Regions from separate parts of the Rattus norvegicus genome. Here all the other regions are linked to region 3. Evidence: chromatin contacts called from public Hi-C data. All regions are on one chromosome and are shown on one strand. The core of a region is the stretch at or near the end of the contact, and the rest is flanking DNA. Distances in the headings are between cores, read along the strand shown. Region 1 has its middle 59 kb from the start of Gmds. Region 2 overlaps Gmds (GDP-mannose 4, 6-dehydratase). Region 3 overlaps LOC108348555 (a long non-coding RNA gene).

Region 1 (2,700 bases), core at 34-2,533, 260 kb before region 3:
CTTGTCTTTCTCAATCTTTATGGATTTTGATGGAAAAAATACAGATATTCTTTAGTTCAGGATGATATTTGATCCTAATATGTATTGTTAAGTACAAAGCTTACAGAATATTCCCAACTTACCAGGCACCAAGCTCAGCTTTCCTCACTGAAGTCTGGCCATAGTTAGGCAAAGTTACCTAGCTGAAAGCCTTTGTAATCATAAAATTCCATGTAACTCACTAAGCACAAAACCAAGTTGACTGTTTGGTACAATTTTGCAGCACAATAGAACTGGGGGAAAAGCTTCAGTTGAACTAAATGAGGAGTTGCCTATCTGGACTTCTCATGGCAACTTGCGTTCTATAAGTTAGTTTTCCCCTGAAGACTGCCTCTGGGTGTCATTCACGAGCTCACAATGGTTTTCACATCCTTGAGCGGGGAAGCGTCTACTCTGCCTCCAGGTTCCCAAAGCCTAAGATGCTTACTATTTAACCCATTAAGAAAAGTTTGCTAGCTGGCTGGTCAAGAGGAGGTGAATACCTCAGCAATGCCTTTCCAGGGGCCTGGTAAAGCAAAGTGAAAGCTCTGGTTATGAAAAAGACGAGTAGACATATCCCTATGATAAAGCAGTATTTACATTTACATGTGTCTTTGACGATACGATGGGCAGGGGGTTATCTTGTGGGTGTGATTCAAAGTCACGATGTCTGAAATTGTTCCAATTAGCAAGCGAAGAAAACAAAGCGAAGTAAAATACAGATAAAGACCTGTCAAATGAAAATACAAACGATGGAGAAGTCTGGGGGAAGATCCGATTTGAATCGCTGTAATGGGTACGCCGGGTACATAATTCCGGAGCCATAGGGTCTGTTTCAACCTGTCGAGGTCCGCCATGTATGAGTGCTTCACATCCACATGTTGTTCAGTGTTTTGCTCTTAGGAAAGTTCCCATGCAGTTCAGAGGCCCTGTCCTGGGCAAGGTAAACAGTGATGCTTTGCTAACTGTGGAACAGATAAAGTGTCTATCCATTTAACTAGCGCTTGGAAAGCAAACATGTCCCATCAATTCAATGTCATGCCCAGAGCCAAGAGAAATAGACGGATCATCAAGCTTTTACAAAGGGAGTTCACAGTAGTCTCTGATACGATGGAACAATATCTTTGAAAGTTTCAAAACACAGATAAGATGAACTCATTTGTATTTCTTGGGAATTACTCTTTTGAAACAGTAAGTTCCAGCCAGATTTAGGGTGTTCTGGTACGCAGTCAATACTGCCACCTGCTGGCTGGATCGAGGAGGGCTATTTTGTCAACCTCACAAAAAACGTGACGAAACTGAGTCACTTGGTAGGATGGTTTAAGCTGTTGTTCCCACATTTAAACTCTCTTATTTTCCTTGACAATAGTGTTCATGGAATTATACCCTATATTAGACTGTTCTTTCACTTGTGAATGTGTGTTTACCACACATGCTCATAGAACGTTTCTGATGAGCTTATTATAAACTTACTGGTTATGAATCTTTGTGGTGCTGCTGCCTTAATTTTTCTTCCGTTTCCTTCTTCCACTCCCTAACCTCCTCCTCGTCTCTTTTAAAGAGTCAAGGTCCAGTTTGGCTGGCCATGTCGGATTTGTGTTCTTGGGATGAAGTATCGTCCAGTGGAGCTGGGACTGTAGATATTCATCACTGTCTGGCTGTTCATTAAACCACAGGCACACGTGCACATGCACAAGTAGTAGAGACAAATGGAGGAAAAGAAGTGAAACTCACATCAACCCAAGAAAATTTCTGTAATGGTGGCAGGACTCATTACCTGTTTAGTAGAAGGAATGTCTTCATTATATAAGTTCTTCAGTGACATGGAGTATTATTTTAATGGTGTTAACAATGATTTAATCATAAAGGCATTGTGCGTTTATCTGTGTGTATTCTTCATGAACATTTCTTCTCACAGATACGTTTGGATCTCATTTGATTCTGAATAGACAGCTGAACCAAATGTTTTTCCTGCTCTTTCTGTAGTGTGGCTTCACATTTGCTCCGTCTTTGAATGGAGCGCTTGTGAACAACAGAAACTGCCCTGGAAAGGGCTAGCAAGCAAGATCTCTGGAGCCCCAACATCTGCAAAAGCTGTTCAAAGCCTTGAAGAAGCAGTGGTGGATCCTGGGTCAGAGGTCGACCTCTTGTGTAACACCCAACAGGCTCTTGATCCTGTCCTCAGCACCATCACCCACAGACATACACAAAAGAAACTCAGACTGGAGGACAAGCATCAACAGTTGACTTAGACGGCTCTCTCCCCCCCCCCCCTGTCCCTCTCCCTGTCCCTCTCCCTGTCCCTCTCCCTCTCTCCCTCCCTCCCTCTCTCTCTCCCTCTCCCTCTCCCTCTCCCTCTCCCTCTCCCTGTCCCTGTCCCTCTCCCTCTCCCTGTCCCTCTCCCTGTCCCTCTCCCTCTCCCCCTCCCTCCCCCTCCCTCCCCCCCCTCTCTCTCTCCCCCTCTCTCTCTCTCCCCCTCTCTCTCTCTCCCCCTCTCTCTCTCTCTCTGAACTATACCTGTAGGCTTTCTTACAAACAGCACATGTAAATCCTTCAGTGCACAGAACTTAAAGACACAGAACCAAAGACACCAGAGCCTTTACTCAAGAGTCAGAAATTCAGAATTTCAAGTTAAAAATAAAAAATGAAACAATCTCCACTTGAGCAATGGTTCTCAAACCC
Region 2 (2,700 bases), core at 27-2,526, 430 kb before region 3:
ACTACTTCATGAGTCATAATTTTACTGTTTATGATTCAGAAAAATGTCTTCAGTCAGTATTTCCCAGACTGCTATGGGCTCATTCCAAGAAGCAATTTCATCTTCATTGGTTTCCTACAGGAAGCCAGACCAGCTTCCTATTATTTTATTTTCCTTACTTTTAGCAATACCTTGGCCCACATCAGATTAACTGGAAGTGTGAGTGATAGAGAGTTTATTCTGCACAACATGAGGCCAACACAAACATTGTCCAGTCTAGAAGTCAAGAATTCAAAATTAAACACAAAATGTGCTAATATTAGACCATCTTTCAAAATATTACAAAAAGCATGTTATTTTAAGTTAATCTTACTGAACATATTATACCGGTCAGAAACAAATTTTTATTTAATTTTTTATGAACAGTAAATTTCTTAAAGATATTAACATAATTTACAACAAAGTAATATTTTAATCACTTGATAATAACAAAACATACCAAAATCTGAACCCATAAATGCAGCTTAGAGTGATCAGAGGGCTCTAAGCTCACTGGCTGGCAAGGAAAGCTGAGGACACTCCAGCCTGAGCCAACCCCCTTCTTGGAGTCTGCTACCCACAGCTAACGATCAACTTGCCTTAGCTTACAGCACAGAGATATAAAAAAGTGTGGGTTTTAAAAAACACAGATTGTACTCATGTTTTATCTTGAAATATAAGGAGGATTTTGTAAGGTATGAATCTCCCAGGCTACACACTACCTGGAAAGAGAATTGAGTGTGAAGAAGTGGTGCATACGAGACCCACTCCCGCCTTTTTCAACTATCACAATTCTTGATTGTCGGTGTCATAGTGATTTAAAATCTCACACTGTCATGAACTGGTGATTAGTACGGCTAATTTTCATCTGACTCAGAAGCTGGTACATTGAAAAGACAAAGTCTAAGATGAATGCACTTAAAGCAACTGTACAAATGAACCAAGACACCCAATGTTTCCCAAAGTGTGGCTCCCAGACTAAGCTTAAGGACCAACTGGACACTTCCTAAAAATCAAAGTTCTCACCCTCACTCTGAACTTCAGAAATCAAAGAGTCTGGGAAAGAGGCCTAGCAATTTTGAGGGACACTGACCTAATCTTTACTATGTTGTTCTCTCCTCCTTCCAACAGGAAATTCCTTGAAAAGAATTGACTCATTTTACACTTTCCTTGTAACTCAACTACTAAAACCCCTGTGCTGAATCTGTTTTAGCTCCATCACATCTACTTCAGACCACTTCTTTAAAAAGTACTTAGTCAGATATGGGGTATGGCTGAGTCATAGAGCACGCATCACCATGCATGAGGCCCTGGTTTCCAACCCTAGCAATGCAAAAAGCAAACAAACAGAAATATTACAAGTTGATCTTCAGCCTTACTGCCAAGGCTTTCCTGGTTCTCTATGCTCTTCTTCCTAGAAAGACCTACTTTCTTAACTTCCAACACGTAAGTCCACCCACTGCCCCTTGTCTCCTTGGTTCTTGCTATCCTACTTTGCTTCCCCATACCCTTTATGATGCAAGTTCCCCGCAGGTTTCTATCTTCCTTTCTCCAGCTACCACCTTAAGGAATCTGAGAACTCATTTTACAATATGTTATCTGAGTGTTCTCCAAGTGCTGGTAGTAAAGTCTTTCATAGTTGTCGCATCAACTGACTGGTCTCTGGGCACGAGGGCTTTCCCTCCTCTCCAGAGACCACAGAAGGGTCCACTCATTCCACCAGGTGATCTATTCTATCCTTATCTACTTTACAAAGCCCCACACTCCCATAACATCTATGTCCTTGCAACCTCACCTGTGGATTCCAGCCTCTAATAGTCATGCCTGGAAAAATAGAACAAACACTCCTCTGTAGAAAACAGGATAAACTCTCAAACACAAAAGCCTAAGGCTTTCCTTCATCATGGGGAAACACTGAAAATCCCTAGGAAAATAGCTCCGCCTGCAGAATGTAAAGACCCTCACACTAAGAACAGATAACATACACTGACCAAAAGATTAAGGAACCAAGAGGGTTAAGATGAGCTCTATCATATGTTTAGCATATATGAGGTACTGCTCAACACCAAAAAAAGCAGGAAAAAAGGAAAAAGTAATGAGAAAGATAGGGGGTTAGTGGTTTTGTTTTGTTGCTGTTTTCTAAACAGCATCTAGGCAGGTAAAAAATGTTTTTGTAAATCTTCAGGCCTGTCTTAAAATAAAAAATGGGCTAATCTCAAATTTAGTAGTAGTAGTAGTAGCAGTAGTAGTAATGAGTAGTAATAGTAGCATGCAGCAGCAGCAGCAGTAGTAAATATGGACAATTATTTGTTTTTTCTGTTAAGACATATTTAATTTAAGTGAATGAGTTTTTTGCCCCTGGTGCCTCAGGACGTAAGAGGGTGTTAAATTCCCTGAGACTGAAGCTACAAGTGTTTGTGCGTTATCATGTGGGTGCTGGATGCCATATCCAAGTCCTCCCTCTTCAAAAGCAGTCAGTGCTCTTACCTGCTAAGTACAAAGACTTGGCAACCCAAGGACTGACTCTCAATTTTCAAATTTTGCTGTTTTATGACTAGGTTTATTCCATTGTTCATTAGACTTGGGCCCTAATTCCAGCCTTAAGCAGCAGAGGTGTGGAAAGAGGGCATAATGCCCACATTATAAACAAAACTGAAAAATATGGAGGAACGTAAAAACACT
Region 3 (2,700 bases), core at 82-2,581:
TTCAGATCTTGCAACCCAAAATTCTTCTTCTCTTATCAGGGCTCTGTCAGTTCTGTTCAGGATTATTAAGTCATTAGTCAATGTGCATTAAAATCAAATCACAACCTCTTCCACTGGGACCTCACAAATATTCCATAGCCAAGTAATAGTTCATGTCTCTCCTCTGACTCAGAAAAGGAAATCGTAACACAACACATTTTGCTCAATAGTAAAAACAAAGCCATGTTCGCCGAGGCTCTGGGTGCCAAGTATTGTAAACTCACTCAGCTCTGCCTTCAGCTGCCTGTGGGGTTGTTTACTGACATTTCAGAAAGGAGAAGGGACCTTCAGCATGGCTGCGGGTGTGGAGTTGTTTGTTTCTTGTAACTGATGAAACTTTACCTAGACTTTTTTCTTCTTATATTTGTGTCTTTCTGTCTTTCTTTCTGCCTGCCTGCCTGTCCTTCTGCCCATCCATCCATCCATCCATCCATCCATCCATCCATCTATTTATTTTTGGGGCTGTCTTTGAACTCACAATCTTCTGCCCTAGTCTCCCAAATACTGGAATAACCAGAAGGTGCACACTCATTCTTCATCCCTGAATGCGCACAGAGGATGGCATTTAGGTCGAGTTGTTACTTTATTTTACCGAATCTATGAAGCATTTTTTTTTTAATGAGAGGAAACCATGAAAATAAGAGGGGAGGAACCCAAGGTTCCAAATCTGAAGTCTGACTTCAGATTCCAAAACTATGCCATCAGCTGTGGCCTGCATGAGTCACAGAGCTATCGGGGACCTCAGTTTCTACATCTACAGAATGGGTGCAATAGTACTTATCTCCTCGGATTATCTGAAATGTGTACTCAATGATTTATGTTCCAGACATCTAGACGCAGGCTCAGAAAGTGGTGAAGGTTTTCAACCAACTGCTTTTAAACACTCCCAAGTCATCAGAGAGACTCACTTTCCACACACTTGCTCCTCTCAGGGTAGACAACCCCAGGAAAGTTTGGTGCTACTCTCTAATGCTCTGACATGGGTTGAAAGGGCGTCAGGGAGGCTATGGGCATGGGCGGAGAATGTTCTTGCCACACATCCAGGTTTTAGTATGTGCACCAACCTGAGTCACAAGTGCATACCCCCGCACAGCACTCCAGGCCATCTTCCCCTGCCAATGCCACCCACCGAGGCCCGAGCCAGGTGGCTGTGACTCAAACCTGTCTTCGTTTTGACTTGGCACCACAGAGCTTTTGAATGGAGTCCACGAATGCATGAGACAAAAATAGGCTAGGTAGCCCTCACCAGGCCTTCATTGTTGAGGGATGACGGTTAGCTGGTGGTTACACAACCGAAACCTGGGCCCACCATGGAAACGCCAGCTCAACCATACACAAGGCCGAGCTCTCTGCCCACGGCACACTCCTTTGTTCTCCTTTTTCTCCACCACCCCCCACCTTCCATTCTTCCGAATCCAATTGTTAGAAAGTTGACAGGTGAGCTGGTGACAAATCTCCTTGGAAAGCTTTCCTGTCTTCAGATTAAAGTCCTAAGAAGAATGGGGCGCCTCAGTGAGGTGTCGTCTATATCCAGATCCCAGTGTGGGGGGAGGGGTACGGACATCACACCATTCTACACCCTCCGGCTAATCTTATTTCTCTGGGGCCTCAGTTGTCCTTTCTGTCATCGCACTGCAGGAACCCACTAATTGTTTTTATTGTGCCATCACCTCTTCCTGGTGACTTTTCCCCATCGCCTCTTACAATTTTGTAGTAGAGAGAGATTCCTTTCAATACACTGGCCTTGTTTTTAAATGTTAAAATGCTGGTCTTGTTTAAGTCAGAACATATTTTACATGGCTCACAACAATGTCTTTTTTAATAGCCATAATTTGCCCCTTGCTCTAACCCAATTTTCAGGCTGCCTGCTGGTGCTGGGAGACAGAGGCCTGAAGCATCCTTTGAGGCTTCTTATTCTGACTGGGCTCTAGATGTCCTTCTGGGCTGTGACTTCTCCCTCTTCCCTCTGCTTCATGAGACAGAAGAGGAAGAACAAGAACAGGATAGAACTCGGATCCCCTCAGTGCCCCAGTCCTCAGTCTTTAACCCGTTTCAGCCAGGCCACCTGTCACTCTTGGGCAAGGACAGCAAGAAGTGCACAGAGGCCCCCGTGCTACACATTCGCTCGGCTGGCAGGAACTGTGGAATGAAGGTGGACGTACTCCATGTGTCTGGCCCCTGGCTGCTCATCCGCCCTGCCTTGCTCACAAAGTCGGCAAAGCAATGGCCAGAGACTAATACTTTGGAGCCAGTGGCAGTATACATCCCAGTTCCTATGTTTATATCCTTGGCTACATAGCCTTGAACATCTGACCTACAGTTGTTTTCATCTTGAAAACAATGAAGCTAGTACCCACCTTGGTGGAGGGCCGTCAGAACTGCCCGAGCTTAAATAACGCGGCCTGGTTGTAGAGCTAGGAGGCTTGGGTCAAATAGCTCTGGAGGATCCCTGATCTTTTTGGTCCTGCAGAGCAACCTGCCAGTTCCAGTCTCTTGTTATCTGTTGACTCTAACCTCTCTGCCAGTTTGATCAGGCTTTCCTTTTTATTAGCCCATCAACATAGGCATCTCTGATTTGCACCACTAATGACTAGTGCCCCAGTCCTCAGTCTATAATCCCTTGCATTTATCCTTAAAAAGACTCACTGGTACGCACACCAC

What was found. Hi-C and Micro-C count contacts between places; a contact is called where the count stands out from the background.
Region 1: a contact with region 3 is called in a Hi-C map of the A7r5 cell line, with 5 times the contacts expected there. The contact joins two enhancer-like sites. A contact is called at or near these places in 7 of 12 Hi-C or Micro-C datasets (the A7r5 cell line, Schwann cells, frontal cortex and 4 more).
Region 2: a Hi-C map of the A7r5 cell line shows a contact between it and region 3, with 4 times the contacts expected there. The contact joins two enhancer-like sites. A contact is called at or near these places in 5 of 12 Hi-C or Micro-C datasets (the A7r5 cell line, the Rat2 cell line, Schwann cells and 2 more).

Annotation. Positions count from the first base shown.
Region 1 is chr17:32,243,479-32,246,178 of GRCr8, reverse strand. No RefSeq gene overlaps it. Among named protein-coding and RNA genes, the nearest start is that of Gmds, 59 kb to the left of the region's middle. Within about 2 kb of position 1,283, at least 4 of the 93 cell types and tissues checked have an H3K27ac peak or open chromatin away from gene starts, as enhancers often do. A contact at or near this core is called in the A7r5 cell line, where this site is marked.
Region 2 is chr17:32,411,272-32,413,971 of GRCr8, reverse strand. The region is part of intron 4 of Gmds (GDP-mannose 4, 6-dehydratase); the gene reads right to left. Among named protein-coding and RNA genes, the nearest start is that of Gmds, 110 kb to the right of the region's middle. Within about 2 kb of position 1,276, at least 5 of the 93 cell types and tissues checked have an H3K27ac peak or open chromatin away from gene starts, as enhancers often do. A contact at or near this core is called in the A7r5 cell line, where this site is marked.
Region 3 is chr17:31,981,567-31,984,266 of GRCr8, reverse strand. It overlaps LOC108348555 (a long non-coding RNA gene), which reads right to left. Exons shown (of 3, transcript XR_001841989.3): 3 at 1,834-2,008. Among named protein-coding and RNA genes, the nearest start is that of Mylk4, 110 kb to the right of the region's middle. Within about 2 kb of position 1,331, at least 3 of the 93 cell types and tissues checked have an H3K27ac peak or open chromatin away from gene starts, as enhancers often do. A contact at or near this core is called in the A7r5 cell line, where this site is marked.